Regions from separate parts of the Hordeum vulgare genome. Here region 2 is linked to region 1. The links are chromatin contacts, called in public Hi-C maps. All regions are on one chromosome and are shown on one strand. The core of a region is the stretch at or near the end of the contact, and the rest is flanking DNA. Distances in the headings are between cores, read along the strand shown. Region 1 holds the start of LOC123411095 (protein REVEILLE 6-like). Region 2 holds the start of LOC123412906.

Region 1 (6,108 bases), core at 200-2,699:
TCAATCAGACTGAACGTGTTTCACTTGTAACTTTAAGTGCACCAAAAGTTGAATGATGCCTATATAATGTTTGGTACACTAAAAACCTAGACCACCACTGGTCGAATTTTGTTCAATTAGCATTTGCGAAGGACTTGTAGGTGCTGAGATAGCCACGAACTATACCTGTATCACAGTTTTCGAGCCAACAAATGCTTCTATCTTTTTCCAATCACGGTCAAACCTATAATAACAGACAAAAAGAAAAGAGGTGAATCCCTTTATAGTAATACTGCCAGTTACATACTCGCAAACTATAACTAATATACATGTAGCTGAATCCCTTATCAAAATCACAAATTTTTTTGCTCTCTTCCCAGCTGCAGATACACACCATGTACTCCAATAAAAAACCAAAAGTAGACAATTGTGGTGTTACCGTGTTACAACGTTACTCCCCCTGTCCCAAAATAATTGTCTCGACTTTGTACTAGCTCTAGTACAAATTTGTACTAAGCTTAAGACACTTATTTTGGGACGGAGGGAGTACATGTGAGTTAAACATAAATCCCGTCTCTCTTCTTTTTCCAAGTGCAATATAACCTCCCCGACGTCTCGGAACAAACATCCAATAGAACACATGTGCCTTTTGTGAGAGTATGTGCACGCCCTCTGCTGCCCCTGAACCAAGCCCCGTATACTTATACAGTAGCACATTTGAGCTAGAAAACGAGCCAAAAATGGAAGGCTACATGAACAACCCAAAATGCTAAGCGGGTATGGCAGTGCCTGGGGCCAGCAAGCAAAACCAATTAGCAATCGACACGCTCCATCCAATCCAAGGTAGTATAGAGATTGTAAAGCGGAAAAAGAATCACGTTTTTGTGGAGCGGACGCGCGGACCAAATCTAAATCTAAAAACAGAAATAAAAAAAATCACATTCCGTGGAGCGGATCCCCGACCGACACCACGATCAGTCGCCGAAATCAGACGAAGACGAACCAATTAGAAGACGTAGTAGAATGGGGGGGACTCACAGCTGCAGCGCCTCGAGGAACTTGTCGTGCTCGGGCTCGGTCCAGCTCTCCCTGGACTTGGTGATGGTGTAGGGCTTCCTGACCTTCATCCTGGCCTCCTCCGCCGCCGCCGCGTCCGCCGGCACGGCCATCGGCGGCCCCGCGGCCAGCTGCTGCTCCTTCCCCTTCCCCTTCCCCCCTCCTCCGCCGTCCCCGCCGCCTCCCCCCACGGCAGCAACCGCGGCCTCCAGCGGCTTGGGCGTCGTGCTCATCGACACCATCCGACGACTGAACGAACGAACGAACGAACGCCTGTGGTAGCTGCGCTGCGCTGCGGTGGCTAGGGTTTCCGCCTCCTTTCTCCCTCCCTCCCTCTCTCTCTCTCTGCGGCGCGCGTGCGTGTGGGTGTGGCTCGGCTGCTTGGGGAACGGACGATGTGGTCTCTCTCTGGCAGGCTCGTCGGGTCGGGTCACCCATTTCCTTTTGTTTCTGGTGTGTCTGCGGTCGGGTCGTTAGACGTCTCTGGGGCCTTCCGCCCGCCTCCGGTCAGCCGTGGCCACAAGCGTGGTCGGCCGGATTGGTCGAGGCACGATGCGATTCGCGCCGACCCGCGCGATCGCGAGCCACGTGTACCACTGCGTCAGCCTTTTTCTTTTCCTTTTTTTTTTTTGCAAGGGACGGCCGCGTTTCTCGTTCGTACAAAGAGAATCTCTCACGTCCGGGGACGCAGCATCTCCCATCGGATTCTCTCACGTCCGTCCATCCATCAATGCGCGTTGGTGGCCGTCGGATTGCATCAACGCCACGGCAGCGTCAAGCGTGCGACAAGTTCGATGCTGCGTCGTTGCAGCCCGGTCGGAGCTCCAACGCACCACGACCAACGACGTCCGGCGATGCTTCCGACGGCCCACCGTTGCTCCATTGCATCTCCGGCGGTGCTCCCGACAGCTTCAAGACGACATCGCTCGAGCTGCAGCGCCCCTCGTCGGCTCCTCGTAGCGGTCACCGTCATAGCGCTGGCGAGGTGGCGACGCTCCGACGCAGCTCCGGGAGGCCGCTGCATCGGCGCTCTTATGCAACTTCAGGCGCTCTCCCGGAACACCGACGACGCATCACCGTCATATTTTTCAACATCGGAAGCGGTAAGGCGGTGCCCAGGAAAGCTACGGGTCGACGCCGGTGCTACTAGTCATTGGCTGCTGGAGTGTGACAGGCCGGAGGAGCATGGATGCGTGGAATGTGAGCTCGCCGTCGGGTGCTGCAGAAGCCACCCCGTGGGCTGCTCCGACAAGAGGCATGGCAATGAGAGCGGGCGAAGCCTCAAGACAGAGGTAGGAGACGTAGTAGAATTGGACTTGGCTCGGATAGGGAAAGAGATAAGGTAGGCATCGAGCTACAAAAAGGGATAAGGTAGGCAGCATGGGTGCGTGAACCTATGATGCGTTGCGTGCGAAAGACACAGTTGATCATTTATTTATAAATGTTTTCCCAAATTAAACGTCGCTAATTTAGCACATAGTAAACCCCTAAAATCATCCTCATATCGTATGTTTGGACTCTATGTGAGCCTTTAAATACAACGTATATGTGTCTATTCGGGCATGTTGCATCAGCTGGGCATCCGGGTTAATTACCTCCATCTCATCGACGCCCCCCTTACCGCGTCGCTCGAAGCTCGGGGGCATTTTGTGTAGCACAAGTATTGGAGTTGAGGCGGTCCGGCTCTTCGGCTTGGAGTGGCGGTAAAGGTCACACAGAACTCTTCAAAGGCGATGGATGCAACTGATGTCGGTTTGGCCGTGTGGCGGCAGGATCCGTGGCGCCTGCCGCAAGTACGCCCTCCTGGATCACCTTGACGTCGACGCCCCCGCTACATCGACACCGGAGTGGTCTCTTCTCGACGCCATCGTCGTCCCTTGGCTCTATGGGTCTTTCTCGCTCAGCATCCTCGACGCCGTCATGACGCCTGGCGACGATCCTCTCGTCATCGCGCTGTGGAACAGCATCAACGGCCTCTTCAACGACCACAAGATCAATCGCGAGCTCCACCTCACGGTCGAGCTCTGTGATGTCAAGATGGGCGAGATGAGCATGCCCAACTATCTTCAAAAGGTCAAGTCTCTCTTCAATGGGCTTGTGGATCTTGGCTCCCATGTTGAGGACGCTGAGATGGTGATCCACTGCCTCAACGGCCTCCCCGAGCAATACGAGTCCGCCGCCGATCTGATCTCCCTCGTGTCAGGGATTTCTTTCGCGCGGTGTCGCTCCTTGCTCGCGCTCCGGGATATGAAGCGCAAAAATCGTCGCCGCTCGTACCACGGACACAACCCTCTACACCAATGTTGGCAACCCTGGCAAGGGCTCTGGCAAATACAAGAAGAAGAAGAAGAAGAAGGGCGCCGCTACTGCTGACGCTGCCAAGGAGGTAGCTCTTGTCTCGACGCCTGCGACCGCAACGGCCGCCCCTTCTCTTTGGCCCTCCCCGCAGCACCCGTGGAACGACACCATCCAGATGTGGCCCTATGGCCACGGGGTGCTCAGCCAAGCGCCGCCCGCCTACGCCCTGCCTCCCAGCTACGTGTCGAGGCACAACCCGTCGCCGCATGCGTTATATGCCCAGAGCCCGTATGGGGTAGCCCCCGTCCCCTATGGCTACGGCTATGCACCTGTGCAACCCAGCTATGGGCTCTGTGCCCCGGCTCCATCATCACCGGCATCGTCAACGCCCTCGTGGGACCAGGTTGCGCTGATGCACCAGTTCTAGACCATGGGGCTGCAAGCACCCACCAGGGAGTGGGTGATGAACACCGACGCCTCCTCCCACTTCGTGTCCGATCCCGGTATGCTCACCTCCGTGTCTCATCCATCCTCCTCTCGTTGTGCTATCATTGTCGATAACGGTTCCACTCTTCCGATTACCGGTACCGGGCATGCACGTCTTCTTATTTCCACTTCTTCTCCTCCTCTTTACCTTCGTAATGTCTTAGTGGCTCCTAACATAGTTTAAAACCTTTTGTCTGTTTGTCAATTCACCATTGATAATCGTTCCTCTGTCGAATTTGACCCTCTTGGTTTCAGTGTGAAGGATCTTCTAACCAGGATCGAGATTCTCATATGCAATAGCTTCGGAGCTCTCTACTCCATCCTTCCTTCATCCACCAGCCGGGCATCCACCTTCCTCGTTGTCGATCCAACACTCTGGCACCGTCGGCTTGGACATCCTGGGCGGCCTGTCATGGAGTCATTAGCTCGTTCCTCCATCATCCCTAGGGAAAATAATAAAAGTAGCTTGTTTCATGCTTGTCGGTTAGGTCGTCATGTTCGTCTTTGTTTTTCTGCCACCAATCGTGTAACCACTACTTCGTTTCAAATAATTCACTGTGATTTGTGGACATCTCCTGTTGAGAGTATTTCTGGCTTTAAGTATTATCTCGTTTGTCTCGATGATTTTACTCAGTATGCATGGTCCTATCCTTTACGGTCTAAGTCAGAAGCTTTCTAACATTTGTCGTCCCTTCATGCTTTAGCTCTCACCCTGTTTCGTGTGCGCTTGCAGGCTATTCAGTGTGCTAATGGTCGCGAGTTCGATAATTCCCTCCTTCATTCGTTTACCCACCACCATGGAATTGCACTCCGCTTTTCATGTCCATATACTTCGCAAGAGAATGGTAAAGATGAATGTATTATTCTACTCTTAATGACATTACTCGCACACTTCTCATCCAGGCAAGCATGCTGCCTTGCTTTTGGGTCGAGGCTCTTCTCACGGTCGTTATGTTGCATAATCAGCTGCCTTCTAAGGCAATCTCGGATCGTGTTCCCTTTCATGCCCTACTTGGTGTAGATCTTGCATATGTTGGTCTTAGGGTTTTCGGATGTCTATGCTACCCCAACACCACTGTCGTTGCGTCGCACAAACTTGCGCCTCGCTCCGTGCCTTGTGTGTTCCTCGGGTATCCATCTCAGCATCGTCGCTATCGTTGCCTTAATTGCTCCACCCAAAAGATCATCATCTCCCGCCATGTCGTGTTCGATGAGTCCGGCTTTCCATTTGCCTCCACTTCGTCTCCGTCATCTCGTACTCCTTCCCTGCACACTTGTGATTTCTTGCAGGATACAGAGCAACCGATATCATCGACATCGTTCACCGTGCCAGGCACGGTACCATCAGCCATGGGATCCACCGCGGCACCATCACACCACCACGATCGCCTCCACCGGCCTCGCCACGGTTGCTGTCGCCACCTGCCGCGACGCCTCCGTCGCCTGCTGCAGCAGCCCCTGCAGCGCGCCCTCACGGGGGACCTGCCCCTGCTGCTGCGACTACATTTTCGGCCACGCCGCCACGAGCGACTGTTGAGGGCCCTGACGGGGGCCTTTCTCCTACTGTCGCGGCATCGTCTACGACAACATGAGCGGCTGCTGTCGCAGTCCCACCGTCGACTCATCAGCGAAACCCGCCACGGCCACCATCTTGCACCATGACCACCCGTGCTAAACGGGGAATTGTGAAGCCCAACGTTATTTTTGATCTTCATGTTGAAGGTTTATATCCAATCCCGAAGACCTATCGTGGTGCTCTCAAGGATCCAAAGTGGCAGTCCGCCATGGTTGAGGAGTATGGTGCTCTTCTCTCCAACAACACTTGGGACATCGTTGATTCGCTTCGCAATGCTAACATTGTTACTGGCAAGTGGATCTTCCATCACAAGATGAAGTCTGGTCATTATTTGGAACGATACAAAACTCGTTGGGTACTCCGTGGATTTACTCAGCGTGATGGTATTGATTTTGATGAAACATTCAGCCATGTCGTCAAGCCAGCCACTATTCACATAGTGCTCTCTCTTGCACTCTCGAGTGACTGCCCGATTCATCAACTTGACGTCAAGAATGCATTCCTCAACGACACTCTCATCGAGACTGTTTATGCTCGTCAACCTTCTTGATTTACTGATCCTAACTTCCTTGATAAGGTTTGTCGTCTCAACAAATCACTCTATGGTTTGAAGCAGGCGCCTCGAACATGGTTTCAGCGTTTTGCCTCGTTCATTCCATCGGTTGGTTTTATTGGCTCCAAGTCCGACAACTCGTAGTTCGTCTATCGGCGTG
Region 2 (6,334 bases), core at 2,964-5,463, 250 kb after region 1:
TGCTACCGATCTGCTCGACAGAGACGCACGCGCAACACCATGGCGAAACTAAGGCGGAGCCGAGGACGAGAAGGAAGGGGAGGTTGCTCCTCACCTTGGGGAAGGCAGGAGGGGTCCCGATCGGAGCAGAGGACCCGACCGGAGACGACGAGGACGCCCTGAACTACAGAACCGAGGTAGGGGAAGGAGCACCGCGGGCGCGCCGTTGACGAGGTTGAGCTCGTCGGTGTGGTCGCTTCCCGACCCTACCGTTGATGGGAATGGAGCGCGGGGTCGAGGCCCGAGCTCCTGGACATGGCGGATGGCGCGGATCGTCGTCGATGGCGGGATAGATGCGGCGTGGAGCTCTCTGTTCTCTCTGCTACCCTATAGACTTACCTCCGGAAAGGAGGAAGAAGAGAGATGGAGATGGGGGAGAGGAAAGGTGGCGGCGGCAGGAGGGATGGAGAGGAACCCTAGGCCGAGGGGGGGCTCGGACCCCAAGGTTATATGGGGGGGACCTCGACGTACGCGCTCACGGCGTCGGGCGTGCTCTCTCTGGAGCCTGACGGAAAGGAGGCACTGGAAGGGAACGGCGTCAGGTGGAAGAGGAGGAGCGAGCTGGGCTCCTGCTGCGCGAGAGGGAGGGGTGCTGGGCCTGCTAGTGGGAGGAGGCCCACTAGTTGGCGCCAGAAAGGAGAGGAGAAAAACCTGAGGGTTTTTCTAATTAGAACAACCAGGGAAAAGGAAGTAATTCACAGACAAATATGTTGGGGTTAAAAACAAAACAAAAATGCCCCTGGTCATAAGGAATTATGACCTATTTGAATAAAATAGAAAAGAAATATTTGGAGCATTTTGAATAAATGCAAAGCAGCAATTTATTTACTGTTTTGGATTTATTTGCACCCTTAAAAACTAAGATACAATCAGCAAAAACACATCTTGGCATCCTCCACAAAATACACTAAATCATGGGCATCTTTGGATCAAGGTTGGGACAAGTAAATATTTTACTAGGGAAATAAATAAAGGGAGGGGTTTGTAGTCAAAGGGTTTTTCCAAGTTCCAACTCCACAACACCACTTCCACTCTCACCACAACACAAATGCAAGCACATCACAAGAACTCACAAGAACCCACATCACCACTACCATCATGCAATCACAAAGACATAAAGATGCATGGAAGAGATGATATGACATGCATGCATGCAAGGAAGGAATAAGAATACAAAGGACATCACATGAAGTCATGGCACAATTAGATACATCAAATCATTGACAAGGTGGACCCACATGCAATAGGTTCTAAATATGGCAAGGTTTACATCTGGGGCACTACAAACAGTGCGACAATTTTGGGCCTGCGCAGGTGCCCCGTGAGGCTGCTTGCACGAGAGTGCGTCGCACCGAGGCTCGACTGGATTGTTATGCAAGGCAGGTGGCAGAGGTGCTCCGTGCACTACGTCCACTGCGCGAGAAGGCGAAGGACAAAGCGAGTGAGAGGGCACATGGGCTTTTTCGGTGGTAGTGACAAGCTCGATGGTGCGGCCCAGCCAAGCGTCGTAGCCAGCGTCCGCCAGGCGGTATCGAAGCAGCTCGCGCGCCATGAGCGACGCGACCTGCGTGTTCACATGCTCCAGGCGGGCGTGGGCGGAGGATGCTGTAGCGGTGCGGCTGTCCCGCTGCACCGAAGGATGCATGGAGGAGTCCTGCTTCTCGCACGCAGCCGGGTTGATGGCGGCAGTAGCCCCAACATCGCGGAGTGACAGCGACCGTCGCCGTTGTGGCAAATAGGCGCGAACTCGGCGACGCGGGCCGCTTAGTGCTCGGCACGCACGCGGTGAGCGTCAGCCATTGAGTTGGCGAAGCTGGAGCCAAAATGGAGCAGGAACACAGCGCATCCCTACCCCGCATGCCAAATATCAGAATCGGGGCTCCAGGGACCGAAGAGGTTCGAACTCTGGTGTGCGCGGGTTCTCCCGCCCTACTCTAGTTCGCGACCTTACGGAGACACTCCAGCGTGTTGGGTCTAAGGAAGAAGAATAGCGAACATGACAGTTTACCCAGGTTTGGGCCAGCTCATGGTGTAAAACTCTACTCCTACTTGTGTGGATTGCTTGAGGGTGAGAGAGAGAGATAGTACAAGGGTCAGTTCTTCCTAGTGTTGGGGTTGATCCCTTCTACGGTGGCAGCCTGCCCTCTCTTACACTGACCACGGTCCTCTTCCCTCGGAAACAAGGCGGGAAGGGTTGCCACAACGACCAGTTTGAAGGGGGACAAGACTGCAGCCTACCCTGACAAAAGTGGTCTTCGCCTGCAAAAGCTTCCTGCCATGACGCGTTGGTGGGCTCGGGGTTGACCTCCGCCTTGGCGATCCTCCCGTCATAGTCTTCTTGCACTGAAGGGGAAACCTTTAGGGATTGCTTTGGGAACTGGCGGTGGCCCTGCTCCCTTAGCACAAAAAAGGACAACCTTCTCATCCGTTTCCTGCTGGCACGCCTCCTGTTGTCGCTTGGCATAACGTGCATCACCCACGTGACATGCAGGACCATGCGACTTCGCCGAGCCCAGTGTCAGTAACGTTGTGACGTTTGATACACACAAGGTATTCCTCCGGTGTCAGTGAGTTATATGATCTCATGGTCATAGAAATAAATACTTGACATGCAGAAAACAATAGCAATAAAATGACACGATCAATATGCTACGTTCATAGTTTGGGTCTAGTCCATCACATGATTCTCCTAATGATGTGATCCAGTTATCAAGTGACAACACTTTGCATATGGTTAGAAAACCTTAACCATCCTTGATCAACTGGCTAGTCAACTAGAGGCTTACTAGGGACATTGTTTTGTCTATATATCCACATATGTATCTTTGCTTTCATTCAATACAATTATAGCATGGATAATAAACGATTATCTTGAAACATGAAATATAATAATAACTATTTTATCATTGCCTCTAGGGCATATTTCCAACACTTTTGTCCGTTTGGGTCGTCCGTCCGTCTAGCGGACATGAGGCGGACACGCGCGGCCTGTGGACGAACCCAACGCACGAGATGCAAAAAAGCGGACGACCCCGCCCTGTTGTTCCTTTCGCTCTCTCCCAGGGCCAACGCTAGCATCACTGCCGACCTGCGCGTGCTCAGGGCCGGGCCGCACCTCGCGGGGACGGCCGAGCGCATGCCTCCCTCGCGTTGCCGGACCGGATGGCCGAGATCGATCCCGACACGCATCTGGCGCGAGCACGAGTCCCCTAGAGGAACGAACCTCCCTCCGCCCCTCGCCCCCGCCCATCGTTATAAACGACGGCGTACGCACCAGAGGCAGCCCAACCCAGCCCCCTTCGCCCCGCCTCGCCTTGAACACATCGCCAGTGGAGCAGCCAACGAACCACAGCCGACGCTCGATCCGTCCGCCCGTTCGTCGACATGGGCCTGAAGGTACGAGATGCACGCGCATAAATCCACTGCTTCCTCTCCCCCTCTCGATCTCGCGCTGCTCTGTCGCGCGACCGTCGCGCCCCCACACCACATGTAGCGGCCTTGGGGAGTGGCGGACCGCTGATAGGTGGGACCAGGGCGGACACGAGAGGGGAGGAGCGGACGACGGGAGCGCCCAGTTTTGTCCGTCACGGATCCATTTATAACCTAATTTTGCTTCCAGTTTAGATCGGGATGGACAACAAGCGAACACCAGACGGACACGCGCGTTCATTTGGGTCATCCCTTGGACCAGTTTTTGTGTCGAATGACCCAAACGAATAAAATGAATAAAATGGATCGCTGAGTTGGATTGCTCTAAAAGGACCAAACACGACAAAGAAAAACATGGCCACTATCTCCGCACAACAGAATCACACAGTCACACCGCCATCATAAAGAAAAAGCGGTGCGGTGCGGTGCGGCTGCGGCGCGGCGGCTCCTCCCCATTCCCCGAGTTCCGACCGGCCACCGAGACACGGACACACACACACACACACACCCCGCGGCTCCGACCAACCATGGCCGCCGCCTCCTCCTCCGCCCTCGCGTCGCCGCGCACCGCGCGCCAGCTCGTCGACGCCCTCACGGCGCACCTCTCCCTCTACCACGCCTCCAACCCTAGCAGCCCCTCCGCCTCCGCCTCCCCCTCCCCGCGCGCCGCGATCCTGCGCTGGCTGGCCGCGCTCCCGCCGCCGGCGCGCGCGGCGGCCTGCACGGCCCTCCTGCCCCCGTCCGCCTCGGCCGCGCTCCTCTCCATGCTCCGCCGCCTCCGCCTCCGCGGCCACTCCTCCTTCTTCGTCCTCGCCGACCCGGCCCCCTCCGACCCCTCATCCCCCACCGTCCTCTCGCGCCTCTCCCGGGGCCTCCTCGCGCGCGCCGCCGCCGCCTCCCGCGCGCACGACCTGCTCTTCTCCCGCGCGCTCCTCTTCACCGCCACCCCCGCCTCCCCGACCCCCGATGCGCTCACGCTCGCCGAGCCCCTCCTGGCCGACCTCGACGCCTTCGTCGCCGCCATGGACGAGATCTCCGCCGGGGCCTTCCTCCGCGCAGGCGCCGGCGACGGCGAGCTGGATTTAACCGCATTGGCGTCCCAGGACTTCCCCGAGCTGCCCTGGCTGAAAGCCAAGGGGTACTACGTGATCGAGGAGCTCGTCGCCAACTGGGTCGAGATCGCGCTGCGGATGTCCTGGGCGGCGGCCGGGGGAGGCGGCGCTGGGGGGAAGAAGGCGCTGAGGGTCGGGAGGTGCGTCAAGGAGAAGGCCGGGCTCGCCTCCACGGCCTTCTGGAGGGAGAAGGGGTATGTGGACTGGTGGATGCGGCTGGAGCCCCGGGTGAGAGCAAGGATCACGGGAGCCTTCTTCGGGAAGAGTGCCAAGGCGCTGGTAATATGCCCTCCCGCACTGCGTTTCGACATGTTTTTTCGTTCATGGCTATGGAGTTCCATGGTCGATGCTTGTCTCAGTTGTATGTATGCATTTAATTTCAGGCTATATAGCTTGTACATGCAAAGTGCAAAGTTTTATCTGTTAGTAACACATTTGCTTCTTATTGTACATGACTGTATGAATTGTGTTGCTATCTGGTCTAATTAGGATGTATAGGTGAGTTAAATAGGACTAATTTTCGTTTTATGGGGTGGTAGAGGCAGCATCCATGTATTCTGGGTAGCTAATTGCCATTTTTGCATGGAAAGAAGTAATGTTGGCTGAATGTGCTTGAGGAAGAAAAACACAAAAGTGATGGGAATTGCATGCCTAGAATGTTATTCACTTATTGTCATCATATTTGAAATCAGCTGTTTTAAGTAAAGTAGACTCTGAGAAAAACCTTCCAGAAAAAGCTAAACAGCACAAATATACTGCCCTTGGATCCATGATTTAATTGTGCAGCGTTCTGTCTGGGAGGCTCTAGTGGAGGATGGATTGGAAGATTATGTTAGTTATTTAAGAAAAGAGTGAGTTCACTGATATATTTTGTCAGATAACAAAAGACTCACCCTTAATGCTTTACATATTGTTTTGGAAAGATCATATCAAACATTCTAGCATTCTGCTTATGTAATGCATGTTTAGAGGGTGGAAATGACTTTTTGCTAAAATATCGGCACTTGCATAATTAAACTATTTGGCAAACGACGGATTGACTTTGCTTGCCAAAATGTGCATTCTTTTGTGAATTACAAGCATAGACGCTCCATACACTCTTTCATAACCAATGCATCAGGGATGATTATCATGTTGCTGTTACTAGGTTGAACAAACCAAAGATCTGATCACAAACCAATCATTTATTGAAAACAACTTTGAGTCCTTGTTGACTCAAATGGTTTGCTTTTCGTAAATCCTGTGTAGGAGTGCTTTTAATAATAGATTCCACAATAGGTTCGACCACAAGTAGGTTACTTTTGGCCTGGACAATTTAGTGTGTCCTACCCACAGTTCTCCTCTAGCTTATGTGTAAACTTTCATTTTCATTATTGATTTGTTTGTCTTTCTTGGGCAATCAGATACATGCAGGTTGACAAATTGGTCGTCCTTTTATCAAAATCCCGATTCAGTGTTTCTTTTAAATACCGACTGAAGATATTGCTATCCTGAATATGCTAATTGCTTATGTTGACCAGCCTGCTGACACGGTGTACACGAACAATCATCTCTTTTTGCCACCCCATACCTTCTTGTTTTACATACCGCTAATGTTGGGAAGAGGATCACTGAAGTTGTGTCATTGGTGTGCAGTTAATCTGAGGAAGTTGCTATGCCAAGCATATTTAAGTCACATACTAATAGCTCAAGTTTGCAGGCTAATGAGATTGGAGGATCAGATGTTGCTTCTAGCGATTCTGGATCATTTATTG

Evidence for each region. A called contact is a pair of places that touch in the nucleus more often than the background predicts.
Region 2: a Hi-C map of seedling shows a contact between it and region 1, with 2.8 times the contacts expected there. The contact joins the promoter of LOC123412906 here to the promoter of LOC123411095 in region 1. A contact is called at or near these places in 2 of 6 Hi-C or Micro-C datasets (leaf and seedling).

The regions. Positions count from the first base shown.
Region 1 is chr7H:596,676,823-596,682,930 of MorexV3_pseudomolecules_assembly, forward strand. LOC123411095 (protein REVEILLE 6-like) reads right to left here and starts at 1,450. Exons shown (of 9, transcript XM_045104022.1): 1 at 1,018-1,450; 2 at 166-223. The coding sequence starts at 1,277.
Region 2 is chr7H:596,921,871-596,928,204 of MorexV3_pseudomolecules_assembly, forward strand. LOC123412906 reads left to right here and starts at 4,214. Exons shown (of 17, transcript XM_045105868.1): 1 at 4,214-4,859; 2 at 6,280-6,334. The coding sequence starts at 4,233.